Regions from separate parts of the Mus musculus genome. Here region 1 is linked to region 2. A link is a contact called in public HiChIP or PLAC-seq data. All regions are on one chromosome and are shown on one strand. The core of a region is the stretch at or near the end of the contact, and the rest is flanking DNA. Distances in the headings are between cores, read along the strand shown.

Evidence for each region. HiChIP or PLAC-seq counts read pairs in DNA pulled down with a chosen protein or histone mark.
Region 1: an H3K27ac HiChIP or PLAC-seq map of CD8 T cells shows a contact between it and region 2, with 26 times the contacts expected there. The contact joins two enhancer-like sites. A contact is called at or near these places in 10 of 39 promoter capture datasets (3T3-L1-derived adipocytes, the C10 cell line, the HPC-7 cell line and 4 more), 1 of 15 datasets of contacts at CTCF or cohesin (CD8 T cells), 3 of 484 Hi-C or Micro-C datasets (bone marrow-derived macrophages, nephron progenitors and uterus), 9 of 115 datasets of contacts at active chromatin or transcription factors (CD8 T cells, the NIH/3T3 cell line, embryonic stem cells and 3 more) and 4 of 9 other capture datasets (adipose tissue, liver, macrophages and 1 more).

What each region holds. Positions count from the first base shown.
Region 1 is chr5:53,561,024-53,567,028 of GRCm38.p6, forward strand. It overlaps a transcript of Rbpj not described here. Among named protein-coding and RNA genes, the nearest start is that of Gm40304, 17 kb to the left of the region's middle. Within about 2 kb of position 4,523, at least 86 of the 459 cell types and tissues checked have an H3K27ac peak or open chromatin away from gene starts, as enhancers often do. A contact at or near this core is called in CD8 T cells and memory CD8 T cells, where this site is marked.
Region 2 is chr5:53,419,223-53,425,787 of GRCm38.p6, forward strand. No RefSeq gene overlaps it. Among named protein-coding and RNA genes, the nearest start is that of Gm40304, 120 kb to the right of the region's middle. Within about 2 kb of position 2,384, at least 42 of the 459 cell types and tissues checked have an H3K27ac peak or open chromatin away from gene starts, as enhancers often do. A contact at or near this core is called in CD8 T cells and memory CD8 T cells, where this site is marked.

The DNA.
Region 1 (6,005 bases), core at 3,273-5,772, 140 kb after region 2:
TCCACAGTCGATACAGCACAATTCCTTTCTTTATTCTTCAACAACGCTGTTCCTATATCTTTGACTACTGTGCACCAAAATACTGGGTTTGCTTCCTTGGAATACACATTGGAATACGATTCTGGATATTTGGCTGGGACATAAGCTACAAGGAGGAGAGTGAAAGAGAGGCCAGAGGCTGAAGAGGTGGCCAGAAACTACACGTTGAAGGGGCCTCAAAGGCCTGCTATAGGCGTCTTCAGGGGCTCCTCAGGCACCAGTCGGATCTCCGGTCTGAACGGTCTCCTTTCCCAGATACCCAGGCTGCTCAGTTTCCGCTCAGCCAGCTGTCGTGATCCACCCTATCTCTGGCATCTGGGAGTGTGCCCTGGGCTCCCAGGCTCTTTGTTTCTTGTAAGATTGCACATGACTTTTTTGTTAGCAGATTTTCAATGCTAATTATGATGGCACAATGCTTGAGAGATGACAAAAATAATAGGCAAGTGTATGGGAAGTTTTAAATCTCAGTGTAACATAAATCTGATGTCTCTTTCTATCTCTCTGTCTGTCTTTCTGTGTCTCTGCCTCTATCTCTTTCTCTGTCTCTGTCTCTCTTTGTCTCTCTCTCTCTCTCTCTCTCTCTCTCTCTGACTCTATTTGTCTCGTGTGTGTGTGTTGGACTTCACTGTGAAATCTGGGCAATCAGACAATCCCTAAATTCTGTTTCAGCTGAAGACATCTCTCGTCCTTTCAAGCTTTTTTTCTGGGGATAGTGGTCCAGGCAGTGTAACTCCTTGAAGGACATGCCAACTATAAACTCTGCAGTTCTATTGATGCACCAAATGCATGGTCAAACTTGGCAATATGTTTGAGATAGTTTGTATTAAGGGCAAAGTCAGTCCCAACATCAAAAGAGTGGGTGGATGTCACTGTTAAAATCTCAGGATACAACATGATTCTTAGTGTAGACCAGTGTGCCCTTTAGAAGACCTTTCCATGCAAGGTTTCTCTGGGTAGCCTTGGCTGTCCTGGAACTCACTCTGTAGACCAGGCTGGCCTCGAACTCAGAAATCCACCTGCCTCTGCCTCTTAAGTGCTGGGATCAAAAGCGTGTGCCACAGTTGCCTGGCTAGATTTGTATTTTATGTGCATATGAGTCTCGTCTGTATGTATGAGCACTACATGCATGTTTGTGTTCAAGGAGGCCAGAGGAGGGCATCAGAGTTCCTAGAACTGAAGCTACAGATGGTTGTAAATCACCATTGGGCACTGGGAATCAAACCCAGGTCCTCTGGAAGAGTAGCCAGTGCTCTTAACTTCTAAGCCACCACTCCAGCCATGCCACTACCTTTTAAAAAAGCTTAGTCCACATGTCAGGTCGGATCCACAAGTGGCCTGTTCAGAGTTTATGACTGAGCTCAGGGATCACCTGGCTCCCAGGCTAGTTCGTGCCAGCAGCTGCCAGAATAATGCTCTAGTCCCTTCCATGGAGTCACCTATAGTCTTCTAAGGACCAGTTGATATCTTACACCATGGTCATGAATTCCCTCATGTTGCCAAAACTGTCACTGATGACTAAAATGCTAAGCAATTGGTGGTGCAAAAAGCACTGTTAGTGACCATGACTCACACATTTTAGATATGGGCATCAATCAGCTTAGGGGCAGAAATGTTGGACCTTTGGGTCCATGCTTTCAAGTGAGTCCAGCTTTCACGGTTGTAGTAGAAATGCCAGAGATCCCTCCAATATATTCAGCACTGGCATCCTCCCATTTGATGAAGGCAGGGCCTTCTTAAAGATGAACATAAGTTTTCTATTGACAGCCAGGCGGTGGTGGTACACGCCTTTAATCCCAGCACTCGGGAGGCAGAGGCAGGTGGATTTCTGAGTTCGAGGCCAGCCTGGTCTACAAAGTGAGTTCCAGGACAGCCAGGGCTACACAGAGAAACCCTGTCTCGAATAAAAAAAAAAAAGTTTTCTACTGACGAGATAGATGTCCCATTCTCAGCCTTGGCTGTGCCATTACACTCACTATTGGTGGAATCACACTAGAATAGTATATCATGCAATTGCTATCAATGAAAGATCACTGATGACCACAATATCTTCTGGCTACCAACTCCCGTTCTGGACAAATCAACTGCTCTGATCTTGGAAGAAAGCTGCAGGACGTGAAAAGATGTGATTGTCTGTCAATCAGGGCATGGTGGTGAGGCATGACTCATATTTTTGAAAGATCATCCCAGATGACCTGGTGATCTGGGATAGTTGACACACACACCTATGATCCCAGAACTGAGAAGCTGAAGTCAGAGAATTGAGAGTTTCAGGCTAAGCTGTGTTAGCAGTAAGGCCCTATTTCCAAAAGACCAAACAAGCAGACAAAAGCAGGTGTGCTATGAAAGGTGGACTGCAGGAGAAGAAGATAGAAGACTAGAGTGGAAGGGTAAGGGCTGCTCAACCAGGTCTACACCCAAGGCGTGATGCTGCAGAGCTTTGCCCATGGCATGAAACTAGAAGGACGGCATAATTACATAATGACAGTAGCTCATTGCACTCCCAAAAGGCTTATCAGACGAGGATAATTGAGAAAATGGCTTCTTCCCACTTAGCACCATTATCAGAGCACCTGAATTAACGAGCCCAGTAAATCCAGAAAGACAAATGGAGCCAGCGCTCCTTCCTCCAGGAAAGTCTTTCCGATGCGTTGAAGGCTGCTTTTACAGGAACCGTCTGAGCCCTAGAATTGGCAGTTTCAGTAACTCCACCCGTAGACCAGAAAAAGTGAGTAACATTTAGCAAAGTGATCTCCCACTGTAGTTATAGGAATGCAAGGTTGTCAAGTCCAACCTGCCTGGCTTCTGGAAGGGCTGCTACTCCCAACCCCCTTTATTTAGAGCACTAAGTAGCTGAGAGGAGACCTTAGCATAAAACTCCACTGTTGAAGCTAAGCTTGGGATTGCTGCTGGTGTTCTTATTTTAGGACTGTGTTAAGCTCAAAACTAGTCAATAGTTTAGCAAAGAAGGGTAGTATTTATTTCCTAATGTTTTATAAAGGCTTTGAGGATTCTTGTCAGAGAGGAACAGCTAAATATGTCCACCTGATATGATAGCAAATGTCTTATTTTATTAAACATTAAATTGTTTTATTATTTTATTGTTTTTATCCTATTTTTTTCCTAAGTAGAGCATTTTCCTTTGTACCTAAGAGGAACAGTATTTGCAGTGGTCCTCTACAACACCCTCTCTGATGATCAAGGTCAAAAATCAAATAAGCCCTCAATTCGGAGGCTGTAAGTCATTCTGTTAACAAGAAACAGCCATTGCAAAGCACTCTGTCGCTTTCCAGGTTGGAGTATCAGTCAGACAGAGACTCAATGCAATCGCTTCTTGGCGGACTCTGCTGCCCGAATGTAAGCTGTGTTCTGTGGGCAACCGTCTGCTTATTTTCTTTTCTGGACAAGTGGTTAGCCCATGTTGGATATCCTGTGTTTATGGAATTCCAGAAAGGCTATGTCATAGAAATCGCTGGTGTGCGCGTGCGAACGTGCGTCCGATTTATGGAGAGAAAGTAAACCGAAACAGCTTGTGGAGAAATCCACCCGAAAGCAGTGGCTGAGGTGCCCCTCAGAGATGCGGGGAGAAATCCAGCCGAAAGCGGTGGCCGAGGTGCTCCTCAGACCGGGGCCTTCATTTCCAAGGGCTTTATCCACTATGGTACCTTACCTCATAAGTACCAAGAAGTAAACAATAGATCCAAACGTCAAAGGCTGAGGTGCCCAGCAGAAAAATCATGAAAGCCAGACACATCACTTTATTGTCTATCATTCGTAACACACACACACCAAACAAAAAAAAACCCAAAAAAATAAAAAATACTTCAAGTTGTACTTAAATACAAGAAACCTTAATTTATATTTAAAAGTTGAAATTTTCCCATAAAATCTCAGACAGACGGTTAGAATTAGCATCAGCTTAGAAAATAAACAAAGACATAAGGGACAAGTCTAGGATTGAACAGAAAAGAAGGAATCCTAGAAAAGCTTTTATAATTTAGCTTTTCTTTTCCAACTTCTGAATGAGTTCTGTTCCACTGTTCATTTCAATAAGCTTGACTTTGTGTGAGGAGAGAGATGCAATCTTGGAGTTCAGGGGTTTTGTCTGTGATTTTAACGCCACGATTCACACAGGCACTAAAGAAACTGTTTGTTCTGGTTCCTATAAACTCACTTAATGTTTTAATTCACCTGAACCAACAACCGAATGCCACAGGCCATTTCGAAACAACTTTCCCTCATCATTCAAGGTAGCATGTGCTTTTCATAGTCTTTCAAATACTGATCCCTGAAACAAAACCAAAAACATACCTTTGCCCTGTTTTCTATTCACTGTTCACCGCTGTAATGTAAGTAAGCCCTCTTTGGGGGGGGGGGGGGGAATGCAAAAATGAAGTTTAACCCACAATTGAGTCTTACATCCTGTGGTCTTGGAATTTTAAAATTTCATTCAAAACACACATTATAAACAAACTCTCCCAAATGACCATCTCGAGAGGAATGTGGCAGAAATCCAGAAACAATTGTAATATTTGGACCAAGCATGAGCATAAATAGCCAGTGTGTGTTTTCATGAGGGGGATTATGGCTTGTTTCACAAACCCTACAGGGGATTTGTAGATGGGCAGAGCTCAATTCCATGTCGGTTGAGTGTCTCCAGAAGAAAACAATCCCTTGACAGTCAGTGAAGATGAGCTATTAAAAAGGCTCTCTTTGTTTGTTGGAAGCAGTGGTGTGTGTGTATGTGTGTGTATGTGCATGGGTGTGTGTGTGTGAAATTCACGCCAGGAGCCTTTCACACGCTAGGTGAACACCCTACCACTGAACCCCAGCCCCAGCCCCCAAATATCTTTTTAAACTACTCCTATCTGTTGACTACGAACATTGGAAGGAAACTTTCTGGCCTATAAATAAATGCCTATAACCTCAAGCTCAAAGTTGTATCCGGGGCACCTGATCTTTAGTCTAACGGTGGAGACCGATTCAAGGTGAGCGGGTGCTAGAGAAAGGAACACAAGCAATCTTATGTCTTTTTGTCAGGAATATCCAACCAGTGGAGTCAGTGAGATGCCACCAGGCAGTATCCAGGGGGTGGATGATTTAAAGGAGGATGGAGTCCAGTTGTGCTGCAGGGTCAAACTTCAAAGAGATAAGGTAGGATGGGGAAGCTGTAGAGAGCCTCCTAGTGTGTGCACTAGCCTATGCGAATAGTTCATCTCTCTCCCAGAAAAGTGGCAGTACTTTAACACACACACACACACACACACACACACACACACACACACACACACACGTTGGCATGAGAGTGAAGAACAATTAAGTCAGAGAGTCATTTCAAAATAGTTCTTGGCTCCTTACCTCTGCAGCAAAGTTTAACATGAAGACACCTTGTTATTTCTCCTTTTAGTCCTCAGTAAATTTTAATGGTCTACAAATCCATTATTTCTTCAAAATTTGTTTAGGAGAACAGCCTTATCTAGAGATCTACCATGAATCTCATGCCTATTTTTTTAATAGCACCAACACTCAGAATAGCTCTACAGGAACTGGCAGGATCACCTACTCTAATGAGTAGACCTTCCCACCTCCATGATGTTTCAGTTTCGATTTTAACACACGATTCTGAGAAGCCTGGGTGAACTAATATAGTATCGTAGGCCGCTGGGTTTTAATCATCGTGAAGTGAAAATGCATCGCCTCTCTGGGAGGGACAAAGGAAAGTAGAGGTTCTTCTTAGGAACCCTGTGAAGCTTGCCAGGCCCAAGCAGGAAACATCGAGCAGCTTCTCAGAAGACAGAGCCAAGACCACGTTAGAATTATCTGGTACCCATCAGCATCATGGGCTGATAATTATCTCTGAGGGTTAGTTAGCATGGTCGATGTGTGATCTGCAAGGCAAAAGTGGGGCCTCGGGACTCTCGAGTTTGTACTTCAGAGTGAAGCGGTTATGTCCAAGTTCCTTCACATAC
Region 2 (6,565 bases), core at 1,134-3,633:
TACTGGAAACTGAACTCAGATCCTCTGCAAGAGCAGCAAGTGCTCTTAACTGGTGAGCCATGGCTCTAGCCCTTACCCCAGTTGTTTTTAACACTAAAATCCTGTAGCTTAGGCAGTCTGTCTTCAAATAGATCTGTTCGGGTATAACGTGGCATGAAGTTCAGGGCAAACGTCTACACCTCTCAGGTAAGGTACCCATGACAGACTAAAGAAATGACACTAGTTTGGTGACACAATGAGTTTATTGGTTACACTTGCAGGAATGAGAGTGAGCTGTTTCTTAGAGCAGTGAACTTCTGATCCTCTTTCTCCCATCTCCAGAGGAACAGGAGTACAGCACCATGCTATACTATGCAGTGCTAGGAATCAAAGCCGGGGCTTCATGCACAATAGTCAGATACTCTCCCTATGCCAGCTCAGTGGGCACGAGCTTGTGAAGGGGTGACTGTGGTTAATCGCAGCTGTTCTGGTAAAGATGGTGATGGCTACAAGTCACGATGGGTGATTGAGAACACAGAGATCTCACAAAATTTAAAAGGACTTATATCAGCTTAAACTTGAACATTTGAAGGGACAAATAATGAAAAATTAAAAGGGATGCCAAGACCTCGAACATCCTCCAAGCAGAAAGAAGCCTAAGAGAGCACCTCAACTAAACACAACGGACATTTGGCTTTGTCAGTTTGGTTTGGATTGGGGCTTCTTGAGACAGGGTCTTACTATGTAGCTCTTGCTGGAATGTGCTATTAAGAGCAGGCTGGCCATGCATTGCAGTGATTCTCCTGTCTCTGCCTTCTGAGTTCTAAGATGACAGGCATGCACCACCACACCCAGCTCACAGGGTATTTCTTACAGGAAAGGAAGGAGGATTCAGAAGGAAAAGCCAGGAATCCTCAAGGAATTGCCAAGAGCCATGGAAAACTACTCACAAGAAGCAGAAACACACAACCAATCCAGGGACATTCTCTGGCCCAGGCGTCAGGGCAAAATGGTAACATGTGCCCAGTGGAATTCCAGAATTGCTCACAACAGTGGTGCTTGCCCGTCCTGTGTGCTCTCGACTTTATGGCTTTCTTCTGCATCCTCTCCCACAACAGGTTCTTCGTTTGTGATATAACTTGCCATCTTGACCCAGAGGGATCATGATGCCTCCTCCTTTAGCAACCACACAGAAGCAACTGCTGAGAAACAGTATTAGGGAGTAGAGGAGAGACTGCTATATTATAGTGACGACTTGGAGCTGATTCCATCATGGAATGAGGATTTGGGCAGGTGCGAGTGCTAACCACTGTCAAAGGCAGAAGGGTAACCATGACAGATTATCACCTGTGTCTGCCACCCATTCCCTCTCTCTGCCTGAAATGCCACCTCATAAAGATGTAGCTCTCTTCCTTGTGTGCTTGTCTTGACCAAGCAGGGGCATCCGGAAGTTTTGAATCCCTCTGCCTGATGAGCACTGGCAGCTTTATCCTTGGGAGCACTGGTAAAGCACAGGCCCATTTTCAAGAAGCAGAATGGGGAGATTGCTTAAGATCTCTTGAAGGGAGGCTCAGGCCATCAACTGTCAGTTCAACCTGAGCTCCCAGCCAGTGGCTAGAACTAATGTCCAGCCATGTTAGTAAGGCTATTTCTGAACAACCATCCACCACCACTACCATCCCCACCCTGACTCCCTCGCCAATACCACAGACACATGAGCACTTAATTAAGCCACAGGATCTTAGGGACAAGAATTTGTTGCAGTTTGAAACCACAAAGTTTTGGTTGGTTTGTTGTGGCAACAGGGGACTAAAACAGAAGATAAGAGAAACTCTAGGGAGACTTAAGAATCTTAGGTAGCTATATGGATAGCAGAGATGGCAAAAGGAGCCAGAGAAAGAGGAAGGCACCTAGCAATAGCAAGTGCACATGAAAGTGGAGGATGCTTGCTTCAAAACAAGAAGAAACTCACTCACAGCATCAGAAGTCTCCGAGGACCCCAGAAAGATGATGAACAAACATAGTGGCAATCCACCCTCATCTTTAATAAAGTGACTCCATTGGTGGCCATTGGTAAACAGTGTCAGCAAAGCAGTGGCCACCAAAGCCAATGTCTGGGGTTAAAGAGACTTCTAGCAGGGCCCTTGACTTGCTAGACAGTGACAACAGGAGGAGACAGCAGGCGCAGACATCCTGCCATCAAGTTATCTCTAAAGGAAATGAAAGTAATAGGACATTTGATAAATGAGGCCATGAGGTCAAGGGGAGTTTTACATTAGCGCTTCAATACTTTCCACTCCACCTCCAGGTTGGACTTTTTGTAAATGGGTACCTTAGGGCTGGCGTGTGGCTGCAGCTGTGGTTGGTTCGTGAGGTTCTGGAGGAAGCTGGGGCATGTAGATATGATGGTGGTGGTGTGTGGGGTGAGGGGTGTAATGCTGGGTGTTCAGATGAGCCATGTGTCATTAAGCAACTATAGCAGTGTGTTACTTCAGAGTCTCCTCCTCCTCTGTTCTAGAGGGGACATCCTGGAAGATGCTGAAGAGCCTTCTAGGATTAATATTCAAGTTCAAATGTTTCTAGGTGTGACAGTTATACTTTGTTCTCAAGGCTAAAGCAAAAATCTAGTGTGTGAATATCAGTTAAATATTCTAGTGTATCAAACAAAACGTTGGCTCTCACAGCCAGCACCTAAACCACATTAACAGTATTATTCCTAGCCCAGAGCCTATGGTGCAGATCTTTGGTAGAATGTATTCAATAATGTGCTAGGTCCCTCCTGAGACTCTAAGGAGCCAGAGCTACCCAACATTCGTCATTGCAGATGTTTACCCCATTCAGAAGAGAGAGACCCATAGACATACCCAACATTAACCAGGATAGCAACTAAAAGAGGGGAGTTGGAAGTCAGGGCTAGTAAGTACAGATTATCTCCTCAAAGGATGTCTAGTCCTTCACTTGCAGGGGCTAAGAGGACAAATATTTATCACTTAAGGCATTGCAAAGGCAAAATGTACATGCCAAGACCTTCGATATCCCTCTTCCAAATGGCCAGCATTTTCAAGCTTTCTTTTGTTCCTGTTCATTGATATTGGAGGATGTTATCTGCTTTGGCTTCTTTGCTATTTCTAATTTATACTTTTGTCTTTGCTTTATGGGACACTTCAAAGTGTTGTTGCACTTCTTTACATATGTGTGTACATACATGGGCACACACTTGGCCATGACACACATGTTGAGGCCAGAGGACAATTTGCTGTCTCTCTCTACCATGTGGGACCCAGGGATCAAACTAGGTTGTCAGGCTTGGCAGCAAGCCCCTTTATCCACTGAACCATCCTATGAGCTCACGACAGTGTCCTTTTCTTCCCAGGCACAAAGAAGGAGCAAGCTAGAGAGTTAAGCGATGTTCTCACCATCAGGAAAGATCTTAGTTGGAGTTACCAAACTTTTCCTTTGGAGAAACAAAAGAAATTAGGAAGATAAATCTTATGTCTCTCATGACTACCTGCTCCCCCTCCCCCAACCTCACTCCGCAATCCTAATATATAATATCAGCGTTCTCCTTGGAGTATCAAAATGAGGCAGGGAGAATAACCCACCAGCTGCACTGTCTCTATAGTGGGAGGATGTGTGTGAGCATGCAAGTGGAGAGAACACTGCAGATCTGGGGGGGACAGGGACTTGTGGTAACATAGTTGGAAGCTCTGGGGTGCCTCTCAGGGTCGCTATCATTGTGCACTGTGCCGTGAGATGGTCCTTGCTGCCTTTACTTTCCAATTGGTCACCAGCTTCTGCATTAGTGTGATAGTTAACAATATGAACGCTTAAGACAAGGGACTTCATGTCAGCTCCTGTCCCTAAACCCTTACCAGTGGCTGTGGGACTTTGTATGGTTTAACTTATCATTCTCACGCTGTTAGCACCTACCATAGGAAGCTCTTGCATGAAGTAGTACACATGAGAGTAGAGGGGAGAGCTTGACCCATACTAAGAGCTACATCTACTCCTCCTTGCTAATACTTTTTGAGCTTCACATTTTGGGTGGAAGGGGGATATGACAAAGAGCCAGGTTCTATCACACAAGAAACAAGATGAGAACAAACGAACCAGCTTGAGACAAGTCCTACCTGACATTTTCTTTCTTTTTTTTAAAATTAGGTATTTATTTCATTTACATTTCCAATGCTATCCCAAAAGTCCCCCACCCGCTCCCCCACCCACCCACTCCCAATTCTTGGCCCCGGCATTCCCCTATACTGAGGCAGATAAAGTTTGCATGACCAATGGGTCTTTCTTTCCACTGATGGCCGACTAGGCCATCTTCTGATACACATGCAGCTAGAGATACGAGCTCTGGGGGGTACTGGGTAGTTCATATTGTTGTTCCACCTATAGGGTTGCAGATCCCTTTAGCTCCTTGGTTACTTTCTCTAGCTCCTCCATTGGGGGCCCTGTGATTCATCCAATAGCTGACTGTGAGCATCCACTTCTGTGTTTGCTAGGCCCCGGCATAGTCTCACAAGAGACAGCTATATCTGGGTCCTTTCAGCAAAATCTTGCTAGTGTATGCAATGGTGTCAGCTTTTTGAGGCTGATTATGGGATGGATTCCCAGATATGGCAGTCTCTAGATGGTCCATCCTTTTTTCTCAGCTCCAAACTGTGTCTCTGTAACTCCTTCCATGGGTGTTTTGTTCCCAATTCTAAGAAGGGGCAAAGTGTCCACACTCCCTGAGATTCCACCTCACACCAGTCAGAATGGCTAAGATCAAACATTCAGGTGACAGCAGATGCTGGCAAGAATGTGGAGAAAGAGGAACACTCCTCCATTGTTGGTGGGATTGAAAGCTTGTACAACCACTCTGGAAATCAGTCTGGTGGTTCCTCAGAAAATTGGACATAGTACTACCAGAGGATCCTGCAATACCTCTCCTGGGCATATATCCAGAAGATGTTCCAACCGGTAAGAAGGACACATGCTCCACTATGTTCATAGCAGCCTTATTTATAATAGCCAGAAACTGGAAAGAACCCAGATGCCCCTCAACAGAGGAATGGATACAGAAAATGTGGTACATCTACACAATGGAGTACTACTCAGCTATTAAAAAGAATGAATTTATGAAATTCCTAGGCAAATGGATGGACCTGGAGGGCATCATCCTGAGTGAGGTAACCCAATCACAAAGGAACTCACACAATATGTACTCACTGATAAGTGGATATTAGCCCAGAAACTTCGAATACCCAAGATATAAGATACAACTTGCTAAACACATGAAATTCAAGAAGAACGAAGGCCAAAGTGTGGACACTTTGCCCCTTCTTAGAATTGGGAACAAAACACCTACCTGACATTTTCATACTACTTCTCACCCACCACTGCTCCTCCTGCTGCAGAACCCCGCCCTCCCCATGGGCATCCTGGCTTACTTCCTTTCTTTTATGGTCCCTGTGTGTGTGTGTGTGTGTGTGTGTGTGTGTGTGTGTGTGTGTGTGTGTGTCCCCGTCCATTCATTTAGACTTTGCTCCTTGAGATAGCCTTCATTTTCTGAGCCAAGCCTTCTTCAGTGTGCTGGAAAACAATGGGGATCCCATAAATTTTCTAAAGAGAGATAGATTGTCCCAACAGCAAATTAAATGAGACAGTTTCTAGATAGTTTCTAATGCTAAACCTGCAGTTCTGGTCATTAGACAGCAGTGGTTGAAATTGACCTGGGGAGCCAGTCCTTCATGCTGGGTGCTTGGTAAGGTCTCCTGAGGATGGAACAGAGGCTCGGAGGATAAACTGCTGAGAGGAGGCTGGTGCTGAGCTGCGTGTTCTCAGAGAAACACTGTGCAAGGACAGCAAGAGTAGGTCCAGACTCTGGGTGTTTGCATTATTAAAGGATCGGGGGGCTAGGTTCAGGGAAAGAGCTAGAGTGGAGGATGTGCCGTCAAGAGATAAAGTGTGGGGATGGGCAGAAGCTGATCCGTTGCCACTTTTTACTGTTCTTTCCTTGTGTCTTTCTTTTCAATAGAAAAAATACTTTATTTTGAATTAGGCAGTGGTGGCATGTGCCTTTAATCCCAGCTCTTAGGAGGGGCAGGTAGATGTCTTGTGTTCCAAGCCAGCCTGGTCTACAGAGAGAGTTTCAGGACAGTCAGGACTACACAGAGAAACCCTGTCTTGAAAAACCACACACTACTACCACCACCACCACCACCACCCCCACACACACAACAGCAGCAACCCTTGGTTTTCATTTGGCACATCATAATTGTAGGAACAGTCAGGTGCAATGTGATGTTTTGACACACACATACATAAACTGTTCAAAATCTTCTTCTATCGATTTTAGAACACACAGTTCCTTACAGTTGACTACAGTCACACTGTGTGGGGAAGAGCAGCAGGCCAGACTCCTGCAACTGAGCTGTGACTTTCCACCAGTCACCAACTGTTGCTGGTGGCAGAGTAAATGAGATTCAGCATTAGAAGCCAAAAGGACACCGAGGCAGCAGTCTGATCTCAGTGGATAGAAACATCTGGTAAGACATCAGACAGTTTCACTGTAGGAAAATCCTAGTCCATCTATTTTATG